3 separate regions of the Danio rerio genome follow, and regions 1 and 2 are each linked to region 3. A link is a contact called in public Micro-C data. All regions are on one chromosome and are shown on one strand. The core of a region is the stretch at or near the end of the contact, and the rest is flanking DNA. Distances in the headings are between cores, read along the strand shown.

Evidence for each region. Hi-C and Micro-C count contacts between places; a contact is called where the count stands out from the background.
Region 1: a contact with region 3 is called in a Micro-C map of caudal fin, with 4 times the contacts expected there. The contact joins two enhancer-like sites. A contact is called at or near these places in 2 of 18 Hi-C or Micro-C datasets (caudal fin and hematopoietic stem cells) and 1 of 4 datasets of contacts at active chromatin or transcription factors (caudal fin).
Region 2: a Micro-C map of caudal fin shows a contact between it and region 3, with 4 times the contacts expected there. The contact joins two enhancer-like sites. A contact is called at or near these places in 1 of 18 Hi-C or Micro-C datasets (caudal fin) and 2 of 4 datasets of contacts at active chromatin or transcription factors (caudal fin and gastrula embryo).

Annotation. Positions count from the first base shown.
Region 1 is chr12:36,536,993-36,539,692 of GRCz12tu, reverse strand. The region is part of intron 3 of bahcc1b (BAH domain and coiled-coil containing 1b); the gene reads left to right. Among named protein-coding and RNA genes, the nearest start is that of bahcc1b, 130 kb to the left of the region's middle. Within about 2 kb of position 1,277, at least 17 of the 62 cell types and tissues checked have an H3K27ac peak or open chromatin away from gene starts, as enhancers often do. A contact at or near this core is called in caudal fin, where this site is marked.
Region 2 is chr12:36,560,697-36,563,396 of GRCz12tu, reverse strand. The region is part of intron 2 of bahcc1b (BAH domain and coiled-coil containing 1b); the gene reads left to right. Among named protein-coding and RNA genes, the nearest start is that of bahcc1b, 110 kb to the left of the region's middle. Within about 2 kb of position 1,441, at least 5 of the 62 cell types and tissues checked have an H3K27ac peak or open chromatin away from gene starts, as enhancers often do. A contact at or near this core is called in caudal fin, where this site is marked.
Region 3 is chr12:36,369,937-36,372,636 of GRCz12tu, reverse strand. The region is part of intron 2 of LOC103911938 (a long non-coding RNA gene); the gene reads right to left. Among named protein-coding and RNA genes, the nearest start is that of fscn2b, 4.9 kb to the right of the region's middle. Within about 2 kb of position 1,301, at least 6 of the 62 cell types and tissues checked have an H3K27ac peak or open chromatin away from gene starts, as enhancers often do. A contact at or near this core is called in caudal fin, where this site is marked.

The DNA of each region.
Region 1 (2,700 bases), core at 28-2,527, 170 kb before region 3:
AAACTATTAGGTTGTCCCTACAAAAAAAATAGAAAAATTAAATAGCAAGAAAATAGAAAGAAAAAGACAAATTGTACAAATTTGTAACAATGTGGCGGAAAGGAAAGGAAAGGAAAGGAAAGGAAAGGAAAGGAAAGGAAAGGAAAGGAAAGGAAAGGAAAGGAAAGGAAAGAAAAGGTAAGGTAAGGTAAGGTAAGGTAAGGTAAGGTAAAACTTTATTGTCCCAGTGGGGAAATTTGTCTTGAGCTCTTGCCCTCAGCTGCAGACATCACATACATAAAAAAACAAAACAAACATACAACAAACCAGATAGGTATATAAATCAATAAATCTATACCCCCATCCCCAAAAAGTTGCATACACTCTCAGAAATAAAGGTACGCGATCTGTCACTGAGGTAAAAGGTAGAACTTTGTACCTAAAAGGTCAACATTAATACCTCAAGGGTACTTATTATTACCTAAAGTACAAAAGTGTTCCTCTTAAAATTTGTAGATAGTAATATATACTTTTGTAAAACCAATATGGACCGTTGAAGTACAAATGTGTACCTTTTGAAAATATACCACCTCAGTGACAACTTGCGTACCTTTATTTTTGAGAGTGTACCCACTTCCATATATACACATAAATAAATAAAAACAGAGATACTCTCAGTCTAAACCACCACTATTTAATAGCTTAACGCTCACCGGATAAAAAGAGTTTTCATATCTGCTTAATCTACAGATATGGTAAAGGTAACAACTCATACTCATTATGTAGAACGTGATAAGTCACACGTGCAATGAGACTAGCATACTTGTTGTTAAAATTTTAACTTCTTTTTGTTTTTATTTTTTTGATTAGCATTTTCCTTTAAAGCTAAAGTGAATCTCTCTCTGTTTATACTTAATATCAAGTTAAAAGCCGCCCGGACACCTGTTTATCCCATCTGTGTGAACCCCTCTGAGGAACATCAGGTTGTGATTGTGCCTGACCAGAGGATGCTAGTGTTTATTCTATCCTTCTTTCACACACACACTCACACAAACGCACACACATTCGTGCCCTCTAAATCCTCTAAACAAGTGTTGTGTGAGGCATTAACCGCACAGCTGAGTGCTTCGCTGGGTGTTAATGTAAAACGCCTGGAGCAGGTAGAAGTGAAGTCAGAACAGCAAAAGCTCTAAGAGTTTATACTTTGAGTGTGCGTAAGGTTTGTGTGCGAGAGAAAAGGAGAGCGAGGGAATTGGCTCAAAGCAACAGAGAGGGGATCACCTTTGAAGTCCCAGCTGGTGGAGGAAGCCAGGCTTGGCTTGGCACGTTGCATGCAGTGACTGCGAATGCGTGTGTGTGTGTGTGTGTGTGTGTTTAGCCTGGGAAAAGACGTGGAGACAGTTTGTATATTTCATAATAAATGAGAGTGTAAGAGGAAAATAATTGGTTACAGTAGCTCATGTACACCCGCTCAAATATATGTTCTCCCCCCCTACACACACACACATACACACACACGCTCTCATACACTCTGTCCAAATGATTGTTTTTAAGGACTGAATCCAGGAAGCCCCAATCGGCAAACTGCCAGCTGGCCAAACTCCAGTGTCGGGCGCTCAGCCAACACACAGATCTGCCACCCGAGACGCTCTCTCTCTCTCTCTCTTTCTCTTTTTCATACGCATACTCTCTTTCTCCCCGTCTCATTGTCCATCTTTCTTTTATCTCTCACTCATTCAATACCTGAGTTCTTTCTCCTTGATGTGCTGAACCACTCTTCCTCTACATTAAGGCTTTTCTTTTTTTGTTGGCCCCTCTATAATTTTCACCTCCGTCCCTTTTAAAACTTTCCTTTAGTCTATTATTTGTTGCTTTTGAGGTTCTAACACCTTCTATTACTATTGATTATCAATAGCTCATCATCTCTCATTACCTCTCTACTATTTATTTTTGCTTCTATTTTTTATAAACACATTTCTGGTTTATTACTGCACTGAATTTCTTATCTTTTACTATCAGTTTTCGTTTTAAAGAGTGAATGTAAATTGTTAAAACAGCTTCCATAGGTTGTCTACAGTGGGGAAAATAAGTTTTGAACATGTTTTTAATGTTTCTAAAGGAGCTGTTGACATGGAATTGTACCAGATTTGTGGAAAAACCCAAACAATACAAACATGCAAATAAAACAAAACAAAAAGATCTGAAAAATGAGATATGTGTAATAATAAGGACATTACACAAGGAGAAAGTACTGAACTACTGAAACATTTATTACTTTGAACAAGAGTTTTTTTTTTTTTTTAAAGCTTAAAGACTTAAACTTAAAGTCACATGAATTGCTCAGGTGAGAGTTTTTCACAGACTTCAACTGAGTGTAAAAACCTTGATGATTCTGTTGGTCTCGTCTATCAAATCTGGATTGAATTCAAGTCAGTTGATTGTCTGGGCCATTCCACAGCTTGATTTTCTTTCTCTGAAACATTTGAGAGTTTTCTTGACGGTGTTTTGGATCGTTGTCTTGTTGAAATGTCCACCCTGGTTTTATCTTCATCATCCTGGTAAAGAATATGTTGGACTGAAGCAGCTAATATTCATTTACAATGATAAAGGGCAGAGGATTGCTGAAAAAACTGCTCAGAGATACTGTCTGGGCTTTCACTTCCTTTCTACACCTCCCTTCCTTCATGTGTTCAATACTTTTTCTCTGCATCATTTTTTTTA
Region 2 (2,700 bases), core at 192-2,691, 190 kb before region 3:
CGTCAAACAGCCATAAATGAGGTTGGTGTCGTGATCTCGTTCCTTTTGAGTGCGCATGCGCATTAGCTTGGGCAACCTGAAAATATGCCAGTTTTCTTTGATTCGAACATTTAGAAACTAAATTTATGAGACTGTTGTTATTTAAATGTATTAGTTGTTCCAAATATATAATGTAATTGTAAGCTTGGCTAACAGTTTTGAAGAATTTAATGTTTTTCCATTCAGACAGAATGCCTGAGCATACTGCCTGAGAGGCGTTTCAAAGATGGCCACAGAGTGAAATGACTTGCCTCAAAGGGACTTTGATATTATACAATAAGTATAACTATATTTTGTAAATGTCACTTCGATTCTTATATTTACAACAGCATATGGCACAGTATGACTTTATATCTCACGACTGCAGTATATTTTTATGGATGTGTGACTTCATTATGACTGTATAAGCTATAATATGACTTATATCTCACAATGTATGTTTATTATATCCTGCTTATTTAAAAGTATGTATTACAAAGGGCTTTTATACGTTATCTTTTTATTTTTAATCCAAGTAAATAATCTTTTATAGATTGGACAGAGAGGGTGTGAAGGAGAAAAGCTTAGGAAAATGGCTCAAGTCTGATATGAAAAAGACCTTGACTTTAATGGCCGAGGTTTAAAAATACTAGTTTAGAAACCTGGTGAACACAGCATCACAAATACCACATATGCTGGCCATTTTAACAGCGGTAGGTAAGCATGACTAGCATGAGAGCAGAGAAGACGGCTTTGCCCCTCCTGACCCAGTGTTCCTTCCATGCAATGGTTAGAAATGAAGGACTTTATTGCTGTCTGTGCAAACTCATTTTTGGACAACACTCTGTCTGTGTTGTCCTATCTGCGAACCCTGAGTTGACCCAGACTGCCATGTTTGCGTTGTAAAGCACTTTGTGTGTGTGTGATTTTTATGTGTGTGTGTGTGTGTGTGGGTTTAATGTTTGACCTTGTACTGCTGTTTATTCCCTCTCGCTCTGTTTTGTTCTGAAGGTGGAGTGATTTTTAGAGACCTGCTGATCATAGAGGGGTGTTTTGACACCCAGGGGGTTGATTCAAACATTCATACATGGAAATGGAAGGGCGGCGGTGCCAGCGGGGAGCTGTGTGTGTGTTGTGTCCTGGAGTGTGTGTGCGTCTGCTCATCACCGCTATTGTTTTGTCTGCTCTGTTTGACTCTCTGAGTGCGCTTCCACACACATACGCACTCTTTCAGGATGTGTATCTACAATAGTCTGGGTGTGATTTTTGATTGACAGCCGATGTTTGAATCGACTGGGTTCTTAATAAGGGGGCTGACAAAACCTGTTGTTGATTTAAAGTGATACCCGTGTGAGTGCTAGCTTGTGGAAATGCTTTTAATTGATCCGCAATGGAGACGTAAGAGCTATTTGTCATATTTGAAAATGTGGTTGGACACGTCCACCCGGTTTTCCAAACCGAAATTATATGTAGTCGAAATCCAACATCTGGAGGTGATGAATAGCACCTACTAATTTTTTTTTTTAAAAGAATGACAGCCTTTGAGTTTCACCAATGTTTTGTGGCCATGCCGGCTTATTAATGTTTTGTACTTGTGGTTTTCAGCAGAAAATAAGATCACGAGTTTCTTGCCAGGCCTAAATTGTTCTTGCCAAACACTGTAACCATTTTTCTGAAAATAATCTCAGGCCAGAACTCAAGTTACGTTCACATGTCTGTGCCCTAAAACTGAACGGGCTGTTTTTCAGGTAGCCAGCTAATATGTTTACAGTTGAACTTAATTTAGGTAACGTGATTATCAAGCTGTTGCTCTGCCATGCTTGTAGCTGAGTTGAAAGAGATAGCTTTAAGCCTCAAAATAATAACCGCAAACCCTTTTTTTGTGTTTAGGTTAGCAGTGAATTGAAGTTTGAAATACCTGAGCAGCGGTACTCTGTTTATGAATGTTCTGACACATCCATGTTTAGTTGAAAATGAACCGTAAATAAATGCTGCTCATTTTCCTTTTAATGGATTAGGTCACCTAAAAATGAAAATTTTGTGTTGTTTCAATCCCCTGAGACCTTTGTTCGTCTTTTGAGCACAAATCAAAATATTTTAGATGAAATTCGAGAGCTATCTGACCCTTCTCAAGACCATTGCTGAATATGGAGGGCCAAAGAGCTCTCGGATTTCATCTGTAATATTTTAATTTGTGCTCATAAGATAATATTGTCAAAAGATTTTATGAAAGCTCTTGGGTTCGACTGTAATCATATAAAGCTCCAAGAACACCTGTTTGTGTCAAAAAACAGTAAAAATAATTAAGTCCTCCACATCAAATTAAGGTGCACATTTACTACAGGTAGCATGACAATTGCTTGTTGTGCTTTTTTGGCAACCAAACGTGTTCTTAGAGCTTTGTACGATTACAGTTGAACCACTGAATTTACATGGACATTTTTTGACACTGTTTTTGGTTTCTTTTCTGGACATTGAGCATCGTGGGACAATATTCTTGTTGAATATGGAGGATGAAGGAGCTTCATACATTTCAAAAGACTATTCGAATGACATGAAGGAGAGTAATTAATTACAGAATTGTCATTTTTGTGAAAGCTAACTATTTAATGACTCACTGACCACAAAAATTAATTATTAATAATGATAATTCTTCACATTTATATAGCTCTTTTCTGGACA
Region 3 (2,700 bases), core at 52-2,551:
AAAATATAAGCAGAAGAGCTTAATGCGAGATTGAAAACAAATAAAAGTGATTCTCTTGTAAATTGTAATGATTCCAATGCGAACAATACCTCATTTCAGCCAAGTGCATAAAAAGGGATGGTTACATCTTCACTGAAATAAAATATTGTTGTTTTAATGACAGGATATAAGTTTACAAAACCAAAGGGCGCAGAATTCACAGTTGAGGAGATGAGGGTGGGAAAAAATGAGTATGGGGTGCAGAAAGGGCGACGAGCAGCAGAGAAGAAGGGGAAGAAAAGATCACAGGTTGAGGGGAGTGCGGGAGACGGGATAAAAATGAAAGGGATGATGAAGAGGCCGGGTAGAGTGAAGAAGGAGAGCTAGAAAGAGGAGTGTTACATATATTGGTGGTAGTGGGGATGGCAGGATTGCTCCCAACCGAGCAGGGGAATAGCAGCATTGCAGTTAATAGGGTAGAAAAAGCTGGGGGGCTGTTAACTCTGAAATGTTCATTTTTAAACTCAAGCTTTCCCCCCCTCCTCCTTCCACCACCCTCCTTTTCTCTCTCTCTCTCTCTCTCTTCCTGACAATCGCGCTCCCTCCCCAGGCTGCGTAGTAATGATAGCTATTTGACTGCCATCAGAGGAGCTGGGTAATGGTCTCTAAAGAACCATTTCAGACTCAACCTGGCAGCGCTGGCCTCCCAAAAACATCTGCTTGCCTATCAAGAGGTACCACCGCACCAGACACATTACACACACGTAAGCACACTCATGCACACACTCATGCATGGACACGTACAATACTGTGCTGCATAGAGTCATTCCTGACTTAGGTAATGGACCACGGGAATACACTTGTGAGCTGAATACCAACAAAACTAAAAGAGGCGGTAATGGTGTTGTTTTGCTTAGGGTAGATGTTTCGAATGGGGACTGGGGGATGGAATTATAATAACGTCAAACAAATTTTGCAGTAATTAAATGTGGAAATGACAAAAACGGATCCAGACAATGACTTCAGGGATTAGTAACTTGACAGTTCAGGTGTATGTGTGATTTATCTTTAATATGTTATTTACTTCATGTTCTCGTTTCCACCATGACTTCCCAAAATGCAAAATATGTTGCATTATTCTTTGTTGTACATACTGTGGTTAATTTTTATAAGATTATATTGACCCCAGGGACATTGCAAGGAAAGACAACCAGTCATTAGTGTGAAATATTTCAGGTAACTAAGCAAAACCTTACAATGGCAAACATTCCTTGTGGCAGTTTTAACATTTTCTTGTAAATGTATGCTACTTTGCCTCCCTCTGGTGGCACAGTCCAGTACTATCTTTTCATCCAAAAAGTTTTCTATGGATAGATACATTGGAGCACCAACTTACCATACTTGTCTAACATTGATTTGTATGTTTGTTTAACCAAATATTAAAGTAATTGGAAATATGAAAACAGCTATATTTCATGTATTCATTCTGAAAAGGATATGGCTGATGATGTAATAGAGCTTCTGCGCCACTGTATTTGCAGTCAGGAGAATTAACCTGGCTCACAGGTCATGATAGCTTTTCTCTTTGAAAGAGCAAAGCTCCAAACTGTCAGTCAGGCTGTTGAGGGGATTACTTGCTATTGACAAGGTCTCTGCGCCCATTGAAAAAAAGCCTAAGTGTAGAGAGATGTGATTATGACCAACAAGGTCAAAGATGTTTCCCAGCATTACAGATTTTTAATAATATAAAAACAGTTGTTAAGTTTGTTAATATTTTATTCTGAAATTAATGGGGTGTTACGTTCAGTTTGATAAAGTAACAAATAACAAATACTCAAGCGACTGTAATTAAGTAGATTTTCTCAGGAATTGTAATTTACTAAGTAGATTTAAAAATGTTTACTTTTACTTTTCCTTGAGTACATTTTAGTGATGTATCGGTACTTTTACTCCACTATTTTCTTTCAACCTGCAGTCACTACTTTATTTTTTCTTGTCTATGGGGATTAGAAAAATCAGTCCTGTGATTCTAATCCGATCAAATCACACATTAATTGTAAATCGCCTCATTATATACTACCTCAAGACATGGGCGATTTTTAATTGCAGCAAACTGTTTGGAAGCATTAACCATTTAATGCACAAGTAATAAAATAAATATAGAAAAAAAACTTAAGGCTGCGTCCGAAACCGCCTACTACTCAGTAGGTACTGCATTTGAATTTAAACATACTACTCGGCCGTTAGAAAAGTACATTCTATACAGTATGAATGTGAAAAGTATGAATGGAATTCGGACGTACTACATCCGCCATTTTGTCATGGTCACGTGACCTACCTGCGTCAGTTGCGTCGCTTTACTTCCATTCATGAATTCGCTCGCGGGGCATCATGGGATAGCGCAGCATGCATGGGATGCGCACTCCGGAATCTCGCCGGAAGTAGTAAGTCATCCGGGTACTTCTCGCATACTGATTTTCGAATTCTATGAATTCGGACATACTACTCGGCTCGCATACTGATTTTGGCGTACTATATAGTATGGAAGTATGCGGTTTCGGACGCAGCCTAAGGGTGCTTTCACACCTACACTTTTGTTTCGGAACGTATCTCGTTTGGCCAGTTAGCGCGGTTCGATTGGCATATGTGAACAGGTCAATCACGCTCTGTTCCGCGCCAAAGTAATCGCTCCGAGATCGCTTGAATTAGGTGGTCTCGGCT